Regions from separate parts of the Rattus norvegicus genome. Here region 1 is linked to region 2. A link is a contact called in public Hi-C data. All regions are on one chromosome and are shown on one strand. The core of a region is the stretch at or near the end of the contact, and the rest is flanking DNA. Distances in the headings are between cores, read along the strand shown. Region 1 holds the start of Mgll (monoglyceride lipase). Region 2 has its middle 47 kb from the start of Mgll.

What was found. Hi-C and Micro-C count contacts between places; a contact is called where the count stands out from the background.
Region 1: a contact with region 2 is called in a Hi-C map of liver, with 5 times the contacts expected there. The contact joins the promoter of Mgll here to the enhancer-like site in region 2. A contact is called at or near these places in 2 of 12 Hi-C or Micro-C datasets (kidney and liver).

Annotation. Positions count from the first base shown.
Region 1 is chr4:122,746,028-122,752,165 of GRCr8, reverse strand. Mgll (monoglyceride lipase) reads right to left here and starts at 2,730. Exons shown (of 8, transcript NM_138502.3): 1 at 2,600-2,730; 2 at 1,369-1,513. The coding sequence starts at 1,493.
Region 2 is chr4:122,699,860-122,705,868 of GRCr8, reverse strand. No RefSeq gene overlaps it. Among named protein-coding and RNA genes, the nearest start is that of Mgll, 47 kb to the left of the region's middle. Within about 2 kb of position 1,573, at least 2 of the 93 cell types and tissues checked have an H3K27ac peak or open chromatin away from gene starts, as enhancers often do. A contact at or near this core is called in liver, where this site is marked.

The DNA.
Region 1 (6,138 bases), core at 1,481-3,980, 45 kb before region 2:
TGAAGCCAAGACGTTGGTTTGCTGTCTCTAACCAGAGCAAAAGCAAGTGAGCCGGGAGCTGCCTGCATCACAACTTCAGTGGGGGAAGATTGTGAAAACCACCCACAGCCAAGGCAAGGGCAGCCAACTTGGCCATTCCTGGCCCAGTCCACCACCTCCCTTCCCCCACGGAAGACTGCGGGCCCTCTGTGTTTTACTGTGAACTGGGGCACTGTCACTACTCTACCAACAAAGCCAGCAAAGGCCGGGGCTGGACATGAACAGTGGAGTTTCAGTCCCTAGTCCCCTCCTAGAGGGACTAAACTGTTCACTATAGAACTTGTTAGAAAGTAGAAAGAATGCTCGGTGATGGTATTGGTTGACTCAGGGAGAATTAATGATTAATGAGGACACACTCTGCACACCTGCACACTTGCACACCCCAGCACACTTTCCTCCAAGGACTGGCAGGAACACATACCAACCAGCCTTTGCACCACTACCCACTTTGAAAACACACAGGAGATAGCGCACAGAAGCTACGGGTATTAAAGTCGCGCCCTCTGCGTTGCTAGTAGGAATCTACCTGGGATTCCACGTGCCTGGTTGAGATGTCTACTCAACTGGCTAACCCCAGAGTCACGGTGGGAGCACAATACACACCCACCAGGACCCCCTTGGGAGACAAGAGGCTGATGGAACAGGTAGACTTAACCTGAAATAAAGAACAGGAAACAGTGATGGGTCACCAGGCTAAGGCTACAGAGACTCTCTTCCCTGATTAAGACAAACAAGCAGGGCTTTTCCTGCTTCACCCAGGAGGAACGGGGTGGTGAGGGAGCAGCTGCATGGCTGTGCACAGCCCCAGTCTGTTTCTAAAGTTGGAAAGGGACAGGGTGACGGAGCTGGCGACAAACCAGGAGGAGACACCAGACCCCTGTCCTCCCAGCTAGCTGGGTGTCACTTCTGAAGCTCAGAACTAAGCAGGAGCAGTCAGTAAAGGTTAAAAGACAGATACAGGCACAAATAATTTTAGTTTTCTTATGCATTCACTGGATTTTTTTTTCTTTTTTCTTTTTGGTAATTGTTGGGTTTGCTTTTAAATGAAGGCTTGCAACGGGAAATCAATTCTGATACAAAAAAAAAAAAAAAGTCATATGACTCTGAAAATTGCCAGACAGTGGACTCCTATCCTAGTTGTAGTGAAAAGAGAACTCTTGGGCCCTCATTGTTAAGAAAACCATAAAGTACAGCTCTCAACTCTGCTAACACCACTGTGCCAGGTGTGTCAGTGGCATGAGAGGCAGGTCACAGGAAGGATGGACCCATGATGACCGAGGAGGAGGAGGAGGAGGTGCCTTGAAGGAGGAGCAGAGGGAGAGGACTTACTTGGGTGTGCCACTGGGCTTCCAGTACCTACAAAAGAGGTACTGTCCATCCGCATTGACCAGGTGAGGAAGGTCCTGGTAGGGGACGTTCTGTGGAGTTCGCCTGGGTGAACTTGCCTCAGGCATCCTGCAGGGGTCTTTGGGCCCTTGGAAGAAAGGTGGACATATTCTAAAGTCAGAAATACACTTATGTCCATACGGGAGGAAAGAAAGCCTTTTTAGTGTCAGGACTGTGGCTGTGGCTTCTTTTCTACGCAGTTAACAAACAAACCCCAATTTTTATATACATTTTAAAAATTACATACAGCTCTTTGCAAACCCCTCTAAGACTAAAAAGTCTTGTTTGTCCTTAAGAAAATGCTCACTTAATTTTTTTTAAAAGTACCTTAGTATAGCCCCCCTTCCATCTGTGTTTATTTTAAATCATCTCAGGAAACTTCATCTTAAGGACTATTTTAGCTGTAATCAAGCGGAAATTACAGTCAGTTCCGTGGGTACAAAGCCCCAGCTGCACGGACCCATCTCGCCTAAAATCTCCACTGAGTGGGTTTCAGGGGGCATAATAAGTAGGTGACAGGCCCCAAGCGATTTCTCCCTTCTGAACGCCAAAGATGCCATGACAAACCTGTTTCCATTAGTCTTGGCTTTTGCATTCCACTACCGCCACAGCCTCGAGTATCAGCGCCAGGCAAACGAGGGCTGTTCCCTCATCGCGGCCGCAGGGCAGCACCACCGGGTCCGCGCCCTCCCCGCCTGGGCTGCAGGGGTGCGAGCTGCTCCCTCCTGCTGCTCCAGCTCTAGTTCATGTCGCCACTTTTCCAGAACACACCCCTGAAGGGGTTCCAGGAGCGAGGGACAGCCGGTCCCTAGCCCAGAGCTGCTGCGAGACGCGCTCCGCGGCACCGCGCATTCGCGCAGATGCGGGTCCCCGAGCAAAGTCACCCCGATTCTCCGACAAACTTTGCCTCCTGCCCGCCCGCGACCGTTTGGGGAAGGAAGCCTCAGGGCTGTCATCAGCACGCCACACAGGACGTGGACCTGGCCGTTGTTCCCACACCGGTCTGGGAAGATGCAGTTGACGGGCACAAGTCTGTTTGGGGGTTGGTGCGAGGGCGCGAGGGGCGCGTTCCCGCGCACACGCTGACACGCGCGCACACTCGTGCGCACGCACACCCGCGCAGGGGACCCCTGGCGGCGGCTCCTATCCTGAGGCAGGGGCGGGAGGCAGTTACCCGGGCCACGAGCGCCGCTGTCACGTTCCCCGAGCACCACGCGGGTCCGGGTCTGCTGCGGGCTAGAGCCAGACTACTGCGCGCGGCCGGCTGCGCAGCGATAGGGCGCGGCGTCTGCGCCACCACTTTATCCCCAGCCGCTCGGGCGGCGGGGGCGGCCCGCTGGGTGGGGACGCGCGGGGAGGCGGCGCCGGGGGCCCACGTGTGCCCGGCCCCCGGGGAGGAGCGGGGCGCCGCCCGCCGACCTGCCTGGCGCTTTTCCTGGCCGCGTGGGGGACCTTCACAGGGCAGTGAACCGAAGGGGGCTCTTCCAGCCAATGTGCACAGTTGAGAACACAGACCTCTCACAGGTACCCGGAACAGAAACACACGCTCATAAGTACTGCTTGCACATGTTTACAGCTGCACACGTGTGAGACCGGCATTCAGATAGCACAGGTGTGGGCACCCCCCCCCAAGGACACATCCTGAGGACCCTTCCCCAGATACAAGCTACACACGGGAGTACACATGACTGTCACAGTAACTACATGAATACAGACACACAGCATGGATGCACACTCCCTAGACACCATGCACACAGATGAAAACAACACACCACACACGGAGTGTCAGCGCAGAAACCACAGCTCTCATCTTAAAGGAAAAAAGATTATATATTCTGGAGCCATTTTGAGTGACCGTGAGCTAGGAACACAGACTTAAGTTACCCCTGATTCCATGTCCCGATTAGAAAGCAGTTTCGGGAAGTTTTTATAGTTTTACAGAACAGATAAAGCCATATATCAAGGCAAGTTTAAAATACGTTGGTGGGCGCACCAGCGTGCTATCTGATAGCATTGTCAACTGTTGTATTTGTAGAAGCTAATTGCCCTGTTAAATCAATAGGTTCTAAACGGGTGTTTATTGCCACAAGATGTTAGTTCCAACAAAGAGGGGTTAAGGAAGAAATGGCTGTTCCTGAGGGCCAGAATGTAGCCCAAGATAAAGTAATTTGCCTCTGGACCTGGAACATTCCAACCTCTCCAAAGTACTGAAACTTTAATCAGCCAGTTAATCTCTACAAACACAGATTCCTTTCAGTCAGAGGCAGCTCCTTTTCCTATGTTTTTGTTCATAACAGAGGTAAACAACACACTACACAGCTAAAGACGCATGACATTCACACACAAGTGCTTAGAGCCCCGAAAAGGAAGCAGACACACTGCAAACACACACGCACACACTCGCGCACACACTGCACACACAAACAAACACTGCATGAAACCACTTCCCCTAGGTGCTCCAGGGTCCAGGTCCCACCAGCACAGCAGGTATGTGACTGTGGAGTCCAGAATCCAGCACTAAATTTACAGCCTGTCCACTGTGTCCTATGCCTGTCACCCGTGAGTGACAGCTGCAGGGGGACAGGAGGATGACCCTGACCCATACCCATCTCCACAGACTTTCCAGAGCAGTGGTGGTGTGGCTGAGGTGAGGTTCCAATCTAACTACTTGAACAGTGAAAAGGAGGCTCTCTGAGAGACAGACTGGTTGCAGGCCATGCTAGGGACCTAGCTCAACTTCCTGCCTTAGGCGGGTCTCCAGGGGGCTTGGACACAAAAGGAGTGGCTAAATGACATTTTGGAGTTGTTTTTGTATTTTCTGGCTGGCCAGGATTAGAAGCAGTGAGCTCAGGGGAAGGGCTGGGAGCCTGGTCTCAAAGCTGGACTGGGCCTTAACAATGTCATTACTACTCACTTCAACTGTGGTTTACTGAGAGCAAGGGTGGCTGGGTCTTGAAGCCACTGTTTTGAATATTCCTAGCGCCGGTGTTTGAGTGTTTGACTTTCAATAGTTTGAAAGTTTTGAGAAGAAAGTTTCCTGGAGCTGTCAACAGAGCCTCTCCCGAATCTAAAGATGTTCCCCTTGATCAGAGAGAGTTAAGAGATTAGAGCCCGTTGTGGTGTGGTACTCCTGTAGTCTGGCTGTTCAGGGTATGAGATAAGCCGTCACTAGAGGCCATGAGTTCTGTGCCATCCTGAGCAATAGGGGAGTTTGAATACACTGGGGAAAGACCATAGATTTGAACCAAATTATAATTAAATGAAATTTCTTAGTTACTGTGAGCAGGCCGACAGCCTAAAAACCAAGTTGAAGACGCGCCAAATAGGAGTGGCTGGAGGAAGGGCTTGCAGAGGTGGGCACTGTAACCATTGCATTTGTGTGCAGTGTGTAGCCAAGTGAGAAACTGCTTTTACTCCTCTCAGCTGTGAGGCTCTGTCCATCTCTGCATACAGCCATAAAGGAGCTGTCCCACTCCCTAGTACACAACGATAAATGGGTTTACAGAAGCCAGAGTGAGCAGCGAATTATCTCATGGCAGTTGTTCAATTTTGGGGAGGGGGGCAAGGAGTCAGCGTTGCTGAAGCTTATCTCTTAGGAATTCAGAATGGGTGCCCAGAACAAAATGGAGATTTCCTTACCCATCACAGTGAGAGCCCTGGAGAAGAAGGGAGAGACTAAGCCAGTTGCCTCTAATGGCAACATCCTACAAGCCTACGGAGCGAGATCATAATGATATTGGATTTACTTTTTATTTTATTTATGTTTTGAGACAGGGTCCTACTCTGTAGCTCTGGATGGCTTGGGACTCATAGATATCCACCTGCCTCTGCCCTCCAAGTGCAGGGAGCAAAGATCTGTGCCACCATGCCCAGCATAACATTGGATCTATACAATCAAGACAGGGTATTTCCATCCACCGAGACCTCTCATAGCACCCTCCAGAGGCACATCCCCTTCCCTTTCTTTCCCTCTCTCCTTACCGCCTCCAGCAGTCTTGACTTTGTTCTCTCTTTCTAAAGTGTTGTCCTCCCAGGTTATTTTGTAAGTGGAATCGGGAGGTAGATGTGTTTTTAACCTTTAGTGCTTTTCTCATCGATCACAATCTGGATTATCCAGGTTTCAAGCTTAGATGCACCACAGTACCGAACAGTTCACCTGGAGAAGGCCAGTTCGTGTGCGTGGTTTCCAGTTTGCAACTAATTCTGGATAAAGCCACTACGAACACTGGCCAGGCACAGTGAATCCTGCATGCAGGGCTGTTAGGATTACCTTCGGTTCAAGATCAACCTTGTTCTCAGAGCCAGACCTTGTCCCAAATAACAAGAAAGGAAAAGGAAATCGCTTGCTTAGTTTTCTAAACAGCTGCCAAATGTTTCCCAAAGCAGCTGGATCTGTTTACATTTCCACTGTTGTCGCCATAAAAATAATGCTTAAAATATTTTTATTGCACATATATGTACATGTGCCTGAGTGTATGTAATGTGTACCACACGTATGTACCGCTTGAGCCCCAGTAGGAGGTCAGAGAGGGGCATTAGATCTCCTGGACCTGTGGTTGTATTTGGCTGGTTGTGAACTGCCATATGGTAGAGAAGCCAAATCAGAGAGGGTCCTCTACACGAGGGCCCAGTACTCTTAACTGCTGAGCCGTCTCTCCACCCTCCCCTCCCTGCTTTTTATTTTTAGCCCTTCTATTGTGTGTCTTGTGGATT
Region 2 (6,009 bases), core at 324-2,823:
TTTAAAGATTTATGAGACAATATTTTAGCTTATTTTCCAAACACCTAGTCTTTTTATCTATCAGAATTTATTCAATAGCTCCATGGATTTATTACACTGTACTTAACATGCCCTCACAGAGTCAGGACATAGTGGCCACACTGTTCCCGTGAAACAAGCCTCTGTCCTGTGGCTGCTATGGCTGCTGTCTGTGTCCACAGAGTCACCTCTCTTCTCTATGGCTCTCTCAAAATATTATTAAAGTCTTTTTAAATAAAAAAAATTCTCATAAAGTGAAAAACAAAATACAGTTAAACTTACTTTAAATTAAAGCAAAAGTCAAACCTCCGAAACACCCCATCAAAGAAGAAAAGTTTTATACCCCGAGCGGGTGTTATTATACCTCTGAAGATAATATACACAATGAAATAGAAGGGTTTGCATTTAATTTGGTTTTTAGTACCTGATTTTAAGAGCAAAATAAAAACGTGTGAAATTGGAGAATTGCTGAACTTAAGAAAAATGGTTTTTAATCATATGTTGGTCCTAAAAGATTTCTCTAAGGTTATAAAACTGAGAATTGACTTGTTACAGGTTTTGTCTGCATGTCCCAAGTCTGTATCGCGGATCTTCCCTGCTGTGTTTAGTTTGTATTTCTATTACCTCGAGAAGCATGTGTTAGCTGTAGTCTAAGTTTTCACTCTGTCAAGTATTTTAACATTTACATTTAGTTTCATAAACATTTTTCCCTAGTTGCCTGGTTTTGGGTCTGTGTTTATATGACTTCAACGTTTCTGTTTATATTACACAACACTGGTGTTTGGACCACATTTTCTACATTGCTAAATTTAAAAAGAAAGTTAAATCTCATCATCGGTTCTATTTATGGTCAAGTTTTTTTTAATAAGAAGCACCATATGCAGTATGTCTTGTGCGTCTTCATCATAATCAATATCCAGTTTCCTTTCCGTTTGAACTCCCTAATTCTCTTGGACCTCACCTAGGACAAGGCCTGGTGGCACAGGCCTGTGATCCCAAGTCCTCAGGAGACTGAGGTAAGACAATCATGAGTTCAAGCCACCCTGGGCAACTTAGTGAGACCCTGTCTCAAAAAGTCAGAAGGGGTCTGGGGATGCAGTTCAGTAGTAAGCATGCACAAAACCAGGAGCCCTCAGGAAATACTTGCTTTTACGCACTAATGCCTGGAGAACCTCCACAACCCAGCAGGCAGAAAGGTTGATTTCTCTGTGTAAATCTCCGGAGCACGTGTGTGTGCCTTACACGAACTGTTCTTTACCCCTCTCCATCTGTGCACGGTCAGTGCTGTGAGTGCTACCAGAAGGACTCTGCCCACCCTTGTACTGGCTCACGGTTATCGCGTATGTACTCCTTCACCTTCGCCTCATAGCTTTCCTCTGGAATTGGGTCTGGCTTCCCTCTGCATCAGAAGTCAGATCGCCAGTCAAACGTGCCTGGTTTATATGTGCCTAGGTTATTGATAAGAACTGATCATAACGGTAGCACTGCCAGAACCTTAGTGTCATCACGTCAGAATGCAGCCAGATCCACTGAGTTCATTCCACATTGCACAACATGCTTGGAAGTTCTCTTCTGCCCTTTGGGTTCCATTTTCCTCCAGACCGTTCCATGCAGTTCTGTGTACATCTCTGCTGATGTGGACCTGCATTTGCATACCGTCTTACTCTCTGTCTCTCTGTCTGTCTCTCTCTTGTGTTGTGCATGTGTGTGTCTCTGTGTGTGTGTGTGTCTATGTGTGTGTCTGTGAGTGTGTGTCTGTGTGTGTGTCTGTGTGTGTGTGTCTGTGTGTGTGTCTGCTGTCTGTGTGTGTGCGTCTGTGTGTGTGTCTGTGTGTGTGTCTGTGAGTGTATGTCTGTGTGTGTGGCTGTCTGTGTGTGTGTATGTCTGTGTGTGTGTCTGCTGTCTGTGTGTGTGTCTGTGTGTGTGTGTCTGTGTGTGTGTCTGTGTGTGTGTCTGTCTGTGTGTGTGTCTGTGTGTGTGTCTGTCTGTATGTGTGTGTCTGTGTGTGTGTCTGTCTGTGTGTGTGTCTGTCTGTGTGTGTGTCTGTCTCTGTGTGTGTCTGTGTGTGTGTCTATATGTATGTGTGTGTCTGTGTGTGTCTGTCTGTGTGTGTGTCTGTCTGTGTGTGTGTCTGTCTGTATGTGTGTGTCTGCGTGTGTGTCTGTGTGTGTGTCTGTCTGTGTGTGTGTGTGTGTGTCTGTGTGTGTGTCTGTCTGTGTGTGTGTGTCTGTGTGTGTCTGTCTATGTGTGTGTCCAGTGCTCCACCCCTGAGCTACACCCTCAGCCTCCAGTTCTTTCTCTGCAGTTTGCACATGTTCATGGTGACAGCCATATGCTCCAATTTGTTGTCTCTGCTCCTTTGCTTCTTGTCAATCTGAGGCTTGAGGGCTTTGAGCTACGTAGGACAGCACTGAGCCTGTTTGGGGGTTGAGGGGTCAGCTTTTGTCAGGGGTCTGAACACTGCTGTTTTCCAAACTTTCATTTTGTGACTAACACTAATGGACTCCCCTTTCCAGGGATGTGTCCTGTTCCTCTGGTTCCAGGGATGTGTCCTGCTCCTCTGGCCTTTGTGTTGTTTTTCTCCACGTAGCCAAGAGCCCTCAATTGTCCCTTCTAGTGTCTAGTAGAGACGAGCACATTTTTCATTCTGAAGAATTTCCCTTCTTTCCCTCCAAAGCTGCATATTTATACTCCCCTTTCACTCTTCAGACCAGAGGACAAGAATGTTCCTTGTCTCTCCTGCAGAAGCAGCTGGAAGGTAGACAGGCAGTTTAAAACTCCTTCAGCACAATGCCTGGGTGGCCATTTGACATTTTAAAAGCTAGACCTTGGTGCCCAGGCTGGATTGGTAGGAACAGAAGCTACAAAATGAGGAGGGTTGGGGATCTTAGCAAGTGAAAAGAGAGTTGCAAGGGGCAGGGAGGTTGGAGATCAACTTTACAGCCAGATGTGTACAGCAGGTGTGAAACCCAAGCCAGGTGAACTCTGTGGGGAGCCTGTCCATCACATGGTGTGCTGTGATGTCCAACTATCTGAAAATGTCAGTAACCTCTGCATCTGACAGACTGTGCTGGTTATCAGCTCTTGTCCCAAGAATAGGGGCAGTGTGAAGAGAAGGCAGCAAGAGCAAGGACAGCAGGTGGGAACAGTAGAGAAGGGATCTCACAGTCAAGAATGAGCAGGGAGCTGGGGAATGCTGACTGAGGAGTCAGCTGTGGCAGGCGACACACAGCACACCAACACAGCTGCAGATGGGTAAGAATAAAGGTTACAATGTTTCCTTGAAGTGAGGTTTGGGTCACATTTACATTTTCATTGTTTTGCTGTGTAAAATTGTAGTTGTTAACACTTCCTAAATTATTTAAGTGGGTTTAATTGGCCTCTTATACACACTTTTGCTTAGGTAAATGTTAATGAGATTATACGATTTTGAGAAGTTCTTGCAGGTTTTTGTTGCTTTCTTTTGAGATAGGATCTCACTATGAAGCCCTGGCTGGCCTGGAACTCACTACTATAAATAGACCAGGCTGGCCTCAAATTCCCAGAGACCCATCTGCCTTGGCCACAGTCCAGCCACCATACCCGTGTTCTCTCGGTATTTTAGTGCCATAAAATTTACATACAATGAAATCTCAGGCCTGAATTTGCAACTAAATTTGCAACTTAGTATGTTTTGACAAATCTCTATATATACCTCAGCAGTAGCTAGTCAGACCTCTCCCTTATCCCAAAGTTATTTTATTCCAACCTCCACTGCAAGTCCTAGAGCCCCCTGCTGACAGAATCTTGTATGCATTGTGTGCTCTCTTTATATAGATGATTTTCACTTATATATTTTGAGGTCCAAGACACATCTGTGCTTTGGTTCTTTTTCACCACCAAGTAGTATTCCATTGTATAGATATGCATTCCTGTTGCTCAGACTTGTGCTGCTTCCTGTTTTTTGCTATTCTGTATGTGCCTTTGAGTTGTTTAGCTTTCTGTCTATATAACCAAGATTTAAAGTAATTTCTTATTCATATAAGAGGGTTTTCTTGTTGTTCACAACTTTGAAAGATACAGTCCATGATTGATTCGACTTTATTAATAGTTTTGGGCCAATGTGGTTGAGCAAAGCCATTCATATCATGACTGAGAGAATGAGGAAGAGCCTGGACCCTGCTCTCCTTACAAAGTGACATAGACACTAGTATCTATTCTAGTGACTCTAGACTCACTTATTAAAGGTTCTATCACCTCCCTAGGAGGCTGGGAGCCAAGCCTTCGATACACCAAAACCAAGCTATAACAGTCCTCTTGACAACATGGGCTTTTGTTTGGCTTGGGTAAGAGTTGAATGGGAAATTTCTGGCCAGGAAAATCATTGTTCTTCCAAAATGGTGTTTTTTTGTTTTGTTTTTTATTCTCTTGAAGGATAGAGGGAGTATGGCTCTGCACCACATCGATCAGTGTTGTCCTTCTCCCTCTATAAGCTATTCTGATAATGACACCTCGTCATGGCTTTAAGCAGCGTTTCCCTGGTGACTGACTAATGAGGCAGGCACCTCTTACTGTGCAATTGTCCATTTTTAGTTCTTTTGAAGTGTCTAAGTCTCTTGCCTTTGAATAGATAGTAGTTTCCAGTGACCTTTTTAAAAAACTCTAATGTTGACCAGTCCTGTGCCATTAAAGAGCATTTGGGGCAACAGTGAATCCCATATGTGACAGTGTTGCACCGGGTCATATAATCTAGTGACACTGTAGCCATCTAACTTTGGGGAGCTCTCCATGGTGTATGCACAATGATAAAGTTCCCTGGTGATGACCTTCTCAGTATGTGTGAGTCTGCCTCTGTGTTCTGCTCCATTCCAATCTCACTCCCATGCTGTGTTGTCTTTTGGTCTACAGCTCTACTTTTTCAAGGTTGTTTTGGGACCTGTGGTCTTTCCATTTCATGAAAGTTATAGAATTCACTCAGCAACTTTTGCCTTAGGAGTTTTCTGGGCTTTTGGTGGGGTCATATTACATCTAGGAATCAATTTGGGGGAGAGCAGTGTCTTTCACTTCACAATTGTGGTCCATTTCCCACGTCTTTAGATCTTTAAGTTCTTGAAGCAATGCTTTTATATGTAAAAGTGCTACCTACAAGACAAAGTGTGATTGCATTAAAAAGGTCAACTGTGATGATTGGATTTTCTCAAGTCTGTACTTTAGACAGACAGATTGGTACCGAGCACAGCAGGAGAGCACCTAGTAAATACTGTGTTAGTAAAGATCACCAGACATGTAGAGTCTGAGTTCTAGATCATAACAACTTTTAATGAAGTGGTGACTTTGTGAAAAAATGACAGCAAGACAACATATTAGTTGGACTGCAGTCTTACACACACGTGTCTAGTCTTACACCCACAGATTTGCTCCAGCTTTGGTTATTCTTGTATCTTTCCCCTCTGTCTAGTTAGGATGTCCCACTGCTTCTGACTGATCACCACTGTCTAGGCCAGGTGTCCTGCTGTTCTGGGGACACTGAACTTGTCCCCACACTTCCCTCTCTGCCAATGTAGGCATCGTAGCTTTGAAGCACACAGCCACTTTATGTCTTGGTCCTTCCGTTATACTAAGTAGTTCAGACATGGCTACTTGAGAGACTTGTTTTTTAAGTGTGGTATGCAAATATATTCTCCATCTATTGATGATTAGTAAGTTAGAAATCATTAATTCCTTATTACTTAAAATTAAAAGCAAATGCTTCACCTAATTTGTCTAATTAAAATATTTGAATCACCTAATCTAATTTGATTCCTAATCTAATTATAAAGTTATTAACTTGAAACTGTATGAAATTAAAATCCCACATGAAACAGGCTCTCCCTTCTGCCTCTGTGAAGATCATCTGACTCTTGCCACCAGACCACACTGCTTGCAGAAGAACAAACATCAGATTGAGTCTCCTTGATTAATGCTTTGAGTTGAGGCTTCTAACTACAACATAAATCATGATTTACAACGTGA